Regions from separate parts of the Mus musculus genome. Here region 2 is linked to region 1. A link is a contact called in public HiChIP or PLAC-seq data. All regions are on one chromosome and are shown on one strand. Each heading gives the region's core, a stretch centred on a gene start, on an enhancer-like site or on the middle of the called end of the contact. The rest is flanking DNA. Distances are from core to core; before and after follow the strand shown.

Region 1 (6,346 bases), core at 1,579-4,078:
ATGAAGGGAGTTGAGGCAGAGCCTTCTTCCCAAAGCTGGTGCCAAATCCTGTGACTTCAGCTCTGGGGGGTTCAGGCCCCTGACCCAAACAGCCTGTGAGAATAAAACTGATTAACTCGAACCCCAAGGAGAAGAAGCCTGTTGTGCGGGCTCAGTCCCTGTCCCTCAGAGGAGACTACTAGATCTAGGGCCTTACCAGACACTTTCTGCTCTGGGGATTTTCTAGCCACCACGGTGGCACCGGTGGCACCGGGTGCCCAGGCCAACCCAAGGGACAGCAGGACTCCACACTACCACCAGGGGGCAGTTCTGCCGAGCTCCTACATTGCAAGGATAACCACCAGCTGCTTTCTTGGTGCGCGCTTTCAGGCCAAGGAGTGGGGGATGGGAGTGGGGATGGCTCTTGGTTCCAAATGGCTGTCCTGCCCACCTCTGGGAAAGATTTCTGGCCCCTGTACTAGCTTGAGGGGATGGGATGGGATGGGATGGGATGGGATGGGATGGGATGGGATGGGATGGGATGGGGGACTTTCCATCCTTGGAGAAAAGACAGGGAGTCAGGAGATTCTGAGAGCTAGGGACCAGGAAGGCAGAAAGAGGATGAGCAAGGCACGAATTCCCAGCAAGGTTTCCAGGCTGGGAAATTTCTGGACTGAACAGCTAAGGGGCTATAGGTACCTTAACTAAAGCAAACAAAACTGGTGGAGTGCCCAAAGATGGCTTTAGTGAAGCTCACTCAAATCTCTGGTTACCTGTTCTGTACCTTCATTGATCCCAGTGTGTTGAGGTGGTCTGTCAAATCCAGCAAATCCCCACATTCCTCGCCCCCCGCCAGTGACTTTAAGGTAATTTACCACGTTTCCCCAAACATTTCCAGGAAACAGCCCTTTAACCCTTTGGGGGCGATATTGCAAACGGAACATAAGCTCTCAACTCCCAGACCCTTCTAGGACAGACAAATTGCAAATCTTGAGCAGAGAGATTTTCCTCTAACGTTACTAATAACCTGCGAACAATTCTTCTTGTATTCCATCTTCAAATACGTTTGTACGCAGCAGCCCTCAGCACTGCGAAAACCATAGTGTTTATTTAGATATCGGGCAAGCACTAATAAAACTTAAACTTTTGATGTAAAAGTGGACTCCTTGGTTAGGACGCCTGTCTGCATCAACAAAGCATTCGCTGCCTGATTAATGTTGGCGCAGGTTAATCAGAGCCCATTACAATAATTAGATGGTCCAGTCATACATCAAATGAGAGGCAATGAAAATCAACGCGTTCAGATCGCAAGGCATTCTCATAGATCTTTTAAAGATCTCTAGTAGACTTTACAGACCATTTACAAGTGGAACTGGTGGTTACCCATTGGAGAAAACGAAATCTGATTTGAAAAGAAGTATTAGATGGGGCAACAGCTTATTTTTGTGATGAATACCAGTTAGAACAAGTCACTTCAGGAAGTAAGAAACACTTGGTTGATACAATGACACACAGAGCATTTGAGATTGTTCCTAGAGAAAGCCATTGAATTTTTATTCAGTTCTTGGCAAATGGCGATTTTAACCAGAAAGTTAAACTGGTAAGGCAAAGTTCCCTATTTGAAATCGAAACATCTCAGAAAAGGCAAACATCCAGAAAGCTAGGCTATCAAAATGAATTCGGATTACACAATTATTCGGATTTCCCGCCAGCCAGAACAAAACATTTAGCTGGTGGTAAACACAGGTGACCTTAAAACAGAATAATACTTTAATCATCCCTATTAGCTTGCCACTTGGAAGAAAAATGAATCGAGTGGAGTTGCATCCTGCATTTAAAATTTAAAAGTCGGGTTTTTTTTTAAAAAAAAGAGTATAAAAAGCATTTAATGTATTTTCCAAAATAAAAAATTGATCTCAAAGTTCATCTTTGCTACTGTCCTTTCTACTATCAATCCTTCCGGAACAACACTGTGTGTAAGTTATAATAATTCCAGTATTTAGAAAGTAGTGTGAAATGCTCCTTTAGAAATACCTTTTATTGAAAAGTATAGCGCTCTTTTTCCTAACATCTCAACAGTGTTTGAGTTGCTGCTATGTGTAATTTCTGTGTGTGTTTGGGTTTTCATTACAATTTTCTATTTCTTTTCCTCATTCAACCATTGCTTGCTCTATTCCCATGGAATTTGTGAGATGCTCTCATTAGAGTGGCTTAGTTTAGCTGTCAAGTCTCTAGGGCATTCAATTGCAGATAAATGACCAAAACGCCAGCCTAACCGCATTTTTATTAACAGATGGCGGAAAACAAACGTCTTTGGAGAAGAACCGAAGGGAAAGGGTTAAAGGGTCAATAAACAATTATTACCGTGCTCAAAATGGGGGATTTTTCATCAGATTCCACAGGCGGAGACTGGCCCAGTCCAGAGAGCTGGGACACCCTACCAGACTCCCTCGCTCAATATTCCAGTGAGCACCTCACACATAGAGCAGTTGTCCCCAGTGGGATGACTCCTACAGGCCACTGGGTTGTCCAATCGAAGCGTCCCCGGAGCGCTTGAGATTAGGGTTGAGGGCTAATCCGGGAGAATAAGGCTGGGGGTTTGAACTCCTGTAGCTCTCGGGTCGGCTCGCGGCTGGCTAGGGTGGGATTCAGGATAGCCAATATCTTGGCAAGAAATAGTGGGCTTCAGTCTCCAACTCTTGCTGCTGCCCCTCCTGCGGGTGAACTTTCTCTTCCTACACGCCGATTCCCTCGCCTTTCTTTTCCTTCCCTGGGCCGCGCTCTGACGTGCACACCATGTGACAGGCCCCCTTCTGCTATAAGCACAGACAAGGTCCGCCCTCTTCTGGACTCAGCCCTGGCCTTGCCGAGCTCCGTTTCTAGATTCTCACTCCTCCCGCGCCCTTCTGGGCGCCCGACACCGACTGGCCCGCCAGGGTCCAGCCACCCCCTCCTGGACTAACCGGGCTAAAGGGACCACAGTGGAAAAGGTCAAGTCTAGAGCGCCCGCCACCCGGTGCCCGCCGAGCCGGGGAGCGCAAACACCTCGCACAGCCCTGCTCGCCAAGTAGCGGAGCGGAGCGGCCCCAGCCACCTCCTGCAGCCGCGCGTCGCAGAGTGGCGTCCTCGCTCCGGGTCCGCCGCTCCGGGATCGGCCTGGGGAGGCCAGGGAGCCGGGAGCCCGGTGCCCCTATGTGCCGCCGCGCCACCGCGCCGCCCCAGCTATGACCCTGAGCACGGAGATGTCCGATGCCTCCGGCCTCGCGGAGGAGACAGACATCGACGTGGTGGGGGAGGGCGAGGACGACGAGGAGGAGGAGGACGATGACGACGAGGGCGGCGGCGGCCGCGGCGGCGGCGGGTCCCGGTTGCCGAGCTCGGCCCAGCGGCGGAGGCGCTCTTACGCCGGGGAGGACGATCTCGAGGACCTGGAGGAGGAGGACGACGATGACCTGCTGCTGGCCTCCCGGCCCGCCGCGTCCCCCGCGCCTCCGGGTCCTGCGCCCGCCCCGGGGACCGGGTCGGGCGGCTGCAGCGGCGCCGGAGCGGGAGGCGGCGCGGGAGGTGGTACGGGCGCGGGCACGGGCGGGGGCGCTAAGAATCCGCTGGTGAAGCCGCCCTACTCGTACATCGCGCTCATCACCATGGCCATCCTGCAGAGCCCCAAGAAGCGCCTGACGCTCAGCGAGATCTGCGAGTTCATCAGCAGCCGCTTCCCTTACTACCGGGAGAAGTTCCCCGCTTGGCAGAACAGCATCCGTCACAACCTGTCGCTCAACGACTGCTTCGTCAAGATCCCGCGCGAACCGGGCAACCCGGGCAAGGGCAACTACTGGACGCTCGACCCGGAGTCCGCAGATATGTTCGACAACGGCAGCTTCCTGCGGCGCCGCAAGCGCTTCAAGCGCCAGCCGCTACTCGCTCCCCACGCGGCGGCCGAGGCGCTGCTGCTGCGCGGTGCGGGGCCGGCGGCGGGCGCAGGGGACCCGGGCGCCGCGCTTTTCCCGCCGCCGCCGCCACCGCCCGCCTGCGGCTACGGAGCCTACGGCTGCGCCTACGGCCTGCAGCTGCCACCCTGCGCGCCGCCCTCCGCGCTCTTCGCTGCCGCCGCCGCGGCAGCCGCCGCCGCCTTCCATCCGCACTCGCCCCCGCCGCCTCCTCCTCCTCCGCCGCCGCCTCCCGGTGCGGCCGCCGAGCTGGCGCGGACCGCCTTCGGCTACCGGTCACACGCGCTGGCTGCCGCCCTGCCCGGCCCTTTGCAGGCGGCCGCAGTCAAGGCGGGAGGCCCGGGCGCCGCAGCGCTCGCACGCTCGCCCTTCTCCATCGAGAGCCTCATCGGGCGCACTCGGGGTCCCGCGGCCGCCGGGGCGCACGTCTCGTCCGGGGCCGCCAGCGGGACCGCCCCGGGACCCGGGGGCGGGGGTTGCGCAGTACAGGCGGCTGCTGGTCCCGCCGTCGCGCTCACCCGCTCGCTCGTGGTCGCCGCCGCGGCCGCCGCCTCCTCCGTGTCCTCGTCCGCCGCGCTGGGGACTCTGCACCAAGGGACAGCGCTGTCCAGTGTGGAGAACTTTACTGCTAGGATTTCCAATTGTTAGGAACGTCGTTAGCGCGCGGGAGAGCGAAGGTAGGACTCCCGGCTTCTTTCTCCGGATGGGGGGGTTGGTTTCGTTCGCCCCTCCCGGTCCTCGGAGACCCCGCGCCCCCCATTTTCGCCGCTTCGGATTCTTGGACCAGACTGTGTTGGGCGACAGCTGGGGCGCCGCGCAGTTTAGCTCAGAGGGTCCATCTATTTATGCAAAATCGCCCTATGCTGCAACCCTGACTTGGGGTGGGAAGGAGGGGAGTCGCTCTGTCTTGGCACTAGGAATTTCCTTGACTTTTGACAAATTGAGAAAAAACAAAACAAAACAAGCAAAATCATCAAAACTAAGCCCTTTTTGAGGTGTAGAGATTCTCAGGTCCAGGCGTTTTAAAAAATCAGTAATGTTTAAATGCAGCTTATAGAAAACCAGTAAAAGTCTCCAAGAAATGCCTCTACTTGTTCACACTTGTTTGGTAGACTTTTTTCATGGAAAGAAAAAAAATTAACATGTTTACACAAGAAATAAGTCGAAATTTACCATTTCCTATTTTTAACCTGTGTTTTGTATCATAATGGACATGCGGAATTTTTATTTTGTACTTACTACGTATTCTTTGCAAGGAGTATTGTAAATTTTACTGGCAATTATTATTGTACTATTCTAATGTAAGATTTTTACACTTTTTTTCAGAAATAAAATGCTTAATTTTCAAAGAAAAGCCACCTAAGTAATTGGCTGAATTGTCCCTTTCTTAGTTTCTTTTCTGTTAAGAAGAAAAAGGTGGAATAGATGAGTCTGAACTCAGTCCAGGATCTACTTAAATAGTACTTTCAAAGAAAGACTAACAAAACCGGGATACCATGCTGCCACAGTTCTTCTTCATTTAAACTTTCCAAGTCAAAGCCATCCGCTGCACAGAACTTGTTTTTAGTGACAGCAAATGAAAGCCGTTACTTTGCTAGATAATTCCAAGTCCAAGCTTTGTCCATCTTTGAGATCAGGGAGATGGTTTAGTCATTCTAAGGTAATTTAACAGGAGTATTCGATTTTATTTTCAAAATTCTCGAGTTAATTTCTGCTCACTTATCAGCAAGATGTTGTAAAAAAAAAAAATGCTCAAACACTATGTTAAACTGTGATGGAAACAACACAAGCAGGGCCGGTCTCTGGGTTTACAATTTTAACAGCAAAAAGAGATGAGGAGATTATCTGTTTAAAAGCGTAAAGGTTCTGGATAAGCAAATATTTACATTTATAACATGAATTGTATATGAAAGTTCTGGTCTTTAAGGTAAAAGCGAGTCCAGGAATTATACAAATGAGTTCTGAGTGCAAAGGCAAGATGCCTGGGATTTTGGCTTAAAATGAATAACCCAAGCGCAAGAGAATTTGTCAACTTTAACAGGGTATGTGGTTCAAAGATTTAAAGATGAAAGTACCTGGGTGTTTACAGAACTAAATAAACAATTTGGGTGATTTAGGGCATCCCTTTTCAAATTTTAAGGCTTTCAGTGCTGATTAGATTCAACTTATAGTTCCTTGCAAAAGCTGAGGCTAGTCTTGGTTAAGTACAGATGGTACTGCGAGCCCTGCTTATAGCAGATGGGTGCATATGTAACACATAATTTGAATGCTTTGGGTCAGCAGGTTGCAGTAGAGATCTGTTTATTCAGTTTCTTTAAAGTGTGGTAAGTGTACACACTATGATATCTGAAGACTCACAGATTGAACCTATCCAATCATGACGTCTGCATAACAGGCCAGTACTGTGCAGGGCTGGCCAT
Region 2 (5,690 bases), core at 2,261-4,760, 330 kb after region 1:
TAGCTGGGTCCTCAGGTAATACTATGTGTCAATATATGGAAATCCATCAATGAAATCCACTAGATAAACAAACTCAAAGAAAAAAACCACATGATCATTTCATTAGATGCTGAAAAGGTATTTGACAAAAGTCTTGGAAAGATCAGGAATTCAAGGCCCATATCTAAACATAGTTAAAGCAATATACAGCAAACCAGTAGACAACATCAAACTAAATGGAGAGAAACTTGAAGCAATCCCACTAAAATCAGGGACAAGACAAAGCTGCCCACTCTCTCCCTATCTATTCAATATAGTACTTGAAGTTCTAGCCAGCGCAATTAGACAACAAAAGGAGGTCAAAGGGATATAAATTGGAAAGGAAGAAGTCAAAATATCACTATTTGCAGATGATATGATAATATACTTAAGTGACCCCAAAAACTCCACCAGAGAACTCCTAAACCTGATAAACAAAGACAACTTCAGCAAAGTGACTGAATATAAAATTAACTTTAAAAAAAATCAGTGGCCTTCCTCTACACAAAGAATAAACAGGCTGAGAAAGAAATTAAGGAAACGACACCCTTCACAATAGCCACAAACAATAAAAAGTATCTTGGTGTGATTCTAACCAAGTAAGTGAAAGATATGGATGACGAGAACTTCAAGTCTCTGAAGAAAGAAGTTGAAGAAGACCTCAGAAGATAGAAAGATCTCCCATGCTCATGGATTGGCAGGGTTAATATAGTAAAAATGGCTATTTTGCTGAAAGCAATCTATAGATTCAATGCAATCCCTATCAAAATTCCAACTTAATTTTTCATAGAGTTAGAAAGAGCAATTCTCAAATTCATCTGGAATAACAAAAAACCTAGGATAGCAAAAACTATTCTCAACAATAAAAGAACCTCTGGTGAAATAAGCATCTCTGACCTCAAGCTGTACTACAGAGCAATTGTGATAAAAACTGCCTGGTCCTGGCACAGTGACAGGTAGATCATTATAATAGAATTGAAGACTCACAAATGAACCCACACACGTACAATCACTTGATCTTTGACAAAAGAGCTAAAACTATCAAGTGGAAAAAAGACAGCATTTTCAACAAATGGTGCTGGTTCAACTGGAGGTCAACAAGTAGAAGAATGCAAATTGATTCATTCTCATCTCCTTGTACAAAGCTCAAGTCCAAGTGGATCAAGGACCTCCACATAAAACCAGATACACGGAAACTAATAGAAGAGAAAGTGGGGAAGAGCCTCAAACACATGGGCACAGGGGAAAACTTCCCAAACAGAACACCAATGGTTTATGCTCTAAGATCAACAATCGACAAATGGGACTTCATAAAATTGCAAAGGACACTGTCAATAGGACAAAACGGCAACCAACAGATTGGAAAAAGATATTTACCGGACCTACCTCCAATAGAGGGCTAATATCCAATATATACAAAGAACTCAAAAAATTAGACTCCAGAGAACCAAATAACCCTATTTAAAAATGGGGAACAGAGCTAAACAGGGAAAATACTTAAAACTGAATATACTTTCCTCCTTATCCTGCCTGCTAGCCAGTGTGACAGGATTTTCCCTCTCCACTCACTCTAAAATATTAGGGCAACAGGAGGCCTGTGATTGGACAGGGAAAGGGAGGCAGTACTAAGAGTTACAGGGACAGAGAGTGTCTCAGGGAGAGGGAGGGCAGCCTAGACGGAAGTGGACGGACAGCAAGAAGAACCTGAACCAGGCTTTAAATAGCCACAGGTAGTTATGGTATCCTAAAGAATAGAATAATTGAGATATTTGTCTAATCTAGGTGGGCAGCTTTTATCATTATCAATTGGTTCTGAAATTATTGTATTGGCATTTTATAAATTGAGAATTTATTGATAAGTAAATCTGTTTAATTAATTATAAGCTTCAAGAGTTTTGTTTCTACTGGGTTGATGGGTGGATGATCATTGTGGTGGGGCTGGCGTGGCAACAATTCGCCTAGGAACTTGGGAGCACCGGCCAGAAAGACCCCTGAGTTGAGATCACCCGGCCAGAGCCACGTGGTCCACTGGTTGCTGGCGGTTGTGCTGGAAGCCTGCCAGTCCAGTTATTTTTTTAATTATTTCCCTGCAACAAGCGCATCCCCACAAAGCACAGAGAAACCCCAATGAAGGGAAGGGCTCTACCCACCGACCTTCCCTGCTTCTCTGTGGGCAGCCTGGCCAGGACCCTTGTGAATCCATCTTTGACTATCTGTCACTGAGCATCTCTCAGCTAACTACAGCTTTCCAGAAGGTTTTCCTTCTCACACCGTCCTCCACAGCCACCGGCCATCGCTTCTGTCCTGCAGGAGGGGCCACAGGCTGGGATCATAGTGGATTCTGGCTCCTGGTTTTTCCCACCAGCAGTGGGTGCTCGAGACATTTCCAGAGGGTGTTACTAGTATAGCAAAGAACTCTCTTCCCAGGCCAGGGACTCCAAAGGACCTGCCCAGGAACAAAGGTGTCCTTGGCAGGCTTGTCTTAAGCCTCACACTGAACCTGAAACTTGCCTTTGAGGCCACGATGTCCACGTTCCCCCTCACTGTGTTCTAGCTCCGTCCAGCCTGACAGGATTCCAGAGAGAAAGTTTCCTAAAGTCAGTAACCTGCTCTGGAAAGAGATGAGGGAGCCTCTTACAAACCTGGGCTGTGATCCTCCTTCCTTTCCAAGACCAAGCGGTGCCGCACACAGATGATGCCTGATGGGAGAGGTGTGATTGTCTGCTCACACAAACTTACGACTTGCAGAGCAGTGAGGACCTGGTCTCCGAGTGATTCAGGAAGCTGTGATCGAAACTACATGCCTGGACCATCCCAGCACAGGAGGGAAACGCACAGAGCTCAACAAGAGGCTTTGTAGCACCTCAGAGCAGCATGTCCATACCATGGAAGCAGGCTGCATCTCAGCAGAGTGTTCATGCCATGAGAGGAGGCTGCCTGGGTCAAAATCCCTGGACAGCAAGGGCCACTACAGCAGCAGGATGGTCCCTGCAACTCTACTGTCCTCAGACTCAAAGGGGGAAAGGAGACTTCAGGCGTAAGAAACAGACTCCCGCAAGGTGACTTAGCACCCTTGGGCCTGACTGAAGAGCCCTTCACCACAGCAGCTCCTGAAGGAAAGCCCTACTGCCTGGGCAGGGTCTGAAGATGCAGGAAGATGCTAAGTTTGAGAGAGAATCAGCCATGCACAGTCTGGCCTGGGAAAACCCTAGACACCATCCTGGTCCCTCACCTGTTTCTCCAGAAAAGAGACACCCTCCCCCTTGGCGAAAACCCCTAATATGCTACATGCCTCAGCTGATGCCTGTAGGCAGACTAGGTGGTAAGTTCAAAGCCCTTAAGGAACTGTCCTGTGAGTATGTTGGCATGGCACAGGGCAGCTGAGGGAGCTCATCCGCCATCATGGATTTCTAAGCCTCCCACAGTCCAGTACTTAGGACCAGCCCAGTGTTTTGTCTGTCACCTTCCTCCTAGGGGTCATAGTAACACTCCCACACCACATGCTATGGGTGGCCCCACCTCAGCCTGGGTGGCAAGCTCTGGTGTGGGCTGGAGATCACAGTAAAGAGCCAAACCACTCAAGTTGCATCTAGCCAGAAAATCAATCTCTCTCTCTCTCTCTCTCTCTCTCTCTCTCTCTCTCTCTCTCTCTCTCTCACACACACACACACACACACACACACACAGAGAGAGAGAGAGAGAGTGTGTGTGTGTGTGTAAGCATTCCTAATTAGGAAAAGCTTCATCCTTCCTCCATTCTCTTCCTCCACATTGCTCCTCCCAGGGGACTCTGGGCTGGTGGCAGCATGCTTGATACTCCAGGAATGTCAAGTATGCAAGATCAATCCCAGGAGGGCTTCTAGGCAACCATGCATGGTTCCCCTCGAAGTCAGCTCACCTCTTCCTGCCCACCGCCTCCACACTGTGCTTCATGACTTCACCCTGCTCGCTGCCCCTGTATGGGAGGCCAGAATCAGGGCGTAGCTAGCAAAGCCCAGCCCAGTTTCTTGGGAAAACTCATCTCCCTGATTCACCAGGGGTTGGCAGGGACTGGCCAGAAGAAACCCTGCCTGGGACCTTTCCATGGTGAGTCCTACTTGGGCAACCTTAAGCTGTTTTCATTTGAATCCAGTGGTGTTCTCCATCTCTGCCCTGACAAGCCCGCTGGACCAGCTCTTGGCCTCATAAGAGACACAGAGAGACGAAACCACATCTAGAGGAGCCCAGGATTTCCTACCTGGGAGGCTGAAACAAGGAGAGTGAGACACCTGCAACAACACTAGGGACTAGCTCTGACCCCACAGACCTCCCCTCAAGGTTCCTCAGTACCAGCTGGTGTTGTGATCATAAAAAGAGAAAGAACTATTGAGATATGTTCTGGTGGGGTGGGGGGAAGGGGGTGCCTCGGAGGGCCCATGCCAAGGTATCCCTTCCCCCTGAGAGACCAGTATAGTATAGAATAGAGTTTATTCACAGCATGGGGAAGGAAGTTAAGAGAGTAGTAGAGACAGAGAAAGGCAGAGAGAAGGAGAGAGTAGAGAAGTAGAGGCCGGCCATGGCCATGGGGGTGGGGGGGGAATGGGGAGAGAGGGGGAGCAAGGGGACAAGGGGCAAAAGAGAGGCAAGAGTGGGGGGACAAGCAACCCCTTTTATAGTGGGTCAGGCCTACCTGGCTGTTGCCAGGTAACTGTGGGGAGGAGCATACCTGGCTACTGCCAGGTATCTGTGGGGGTGAAGTCCAGACAGAATACCAACATCTGGGAAGTGTAAGCAGGACTCCTCAGAAGTCGGGGAAGCAGGAGGAGGTTCTCCAGATGTTTGTGGTCTCTGCTGCTCCTAAGAAGCTCTGTCTCCAGCATGTCTTAGCTGACAAGCATGGCTTGCACTCACTGGATAGAGGGACTCTGCACATCCAGCAGCTACTCCAGGTGGCTCTTGTCTTCCTGGAAGCTGGCGACACAACTGTGCAGGCTGCTTCTGCTTTAGTGCGAAGAGAACTCTGACTCCTGTTCTCCCTGTCTGAGGTCCACTCTAGAATGACAGTCGCCTCAGAGGAGAGAGGTCCCCATGGCCTGAGCCCCCTGTACTACAACCACACAGCTAGGTCACACCCACAGGGGGACATCAAGGGGCCACCACAGCACTTCTGGACCCTCTCACCACCCCACTCCAAATGCCAGAGTAGAGACTGAGCGTGTACTTGCCTGGCCCTCCCTCACCCTCTGAGCTCCTGCTTCCCCTGGCTTCTCCCCTTCTTCCTCACTCAGGTGTTGAAATACCAAAAAGAATTACTACATAAAACTTATTTTGACTTCAGCAGGCTTGGTGGCCTGGGGGTCCACTTCAGCAGTCCCAGGTTAAGGCAAGGACCTCACAAGAGGTTTCTACAGAGGCAGCATGGTGACACTTTCCACCATGAGAGGGTCACCCCACCTGAATTTTCAGACCTCGTTGTAATTTTTTTGTAATGTGACCTCCCAGCATCATAAGCACAGAGTCTGGAGTAAGATCTGTGTGTCAGTCAGTTTTCACTCTATAACAGAATCCCAGAGGCAGGCTACCTTAAAAGGAAAAGAAGTTCATTTAGCTCACAGTCTGGGAGACTAAGCATAGCACAGGCTCTAGTGAGGGCCCCTGCTGATTTCATCATGACCGGGGTTGCCTTTCTCTGT

What was found. HiChIP or PLAC-seq counts read pairs in DNA pulled down with a chosen protein or histone mark.
Region 2: an H3K4me3 HiChIP or PLAC-seq map of embryonic forebrain shows a contact between it and region 1, with 2.2 times the contacts expected there. The contact joins the enhancer-like site here to the promoter of Foxd1 in region 1. A contact is called at or near these places in 4 of 39 promoter capture datasets (the 3T3-L1 cell line, the C10 cell line, cranial neural crest and 1 more) and 4 of 115 datasets of contacts at active chromatin or transcription factors (embryonic forebrain, embryonic stem cells, forebrain and 1 more).

The regions. Positions count from the first base shown.
Region 1 is chr13:98,351,417-98,357,762 of GRCm38.p6, forward strand. Foxd1 (forkhead box D1) reads left to right here and starts at 2,829. Exons shown (of 1, transcript NM_008242.2): 1 at 2,829-5,289. The coding sequence starts at 3,204. The coding sequence ends at 4,574.
Region 2 is chr13:98,675,926-98,681,615 of GRCm38.p6, forward strand. No RefSeq gene overlaps it. Among named protein-coding and RNA genes, the nearest start is that of Tmem171, 16 kb to the right of the region's middle. Within about 2 kb of position 3,511, at least 71 of the 459 cell types and tissues checked have an H3K27ac peak or open chromatin away from gene starts, as enhancers often do. A contact at or near this core is called in pancreatic cancer cells, where this site is marked.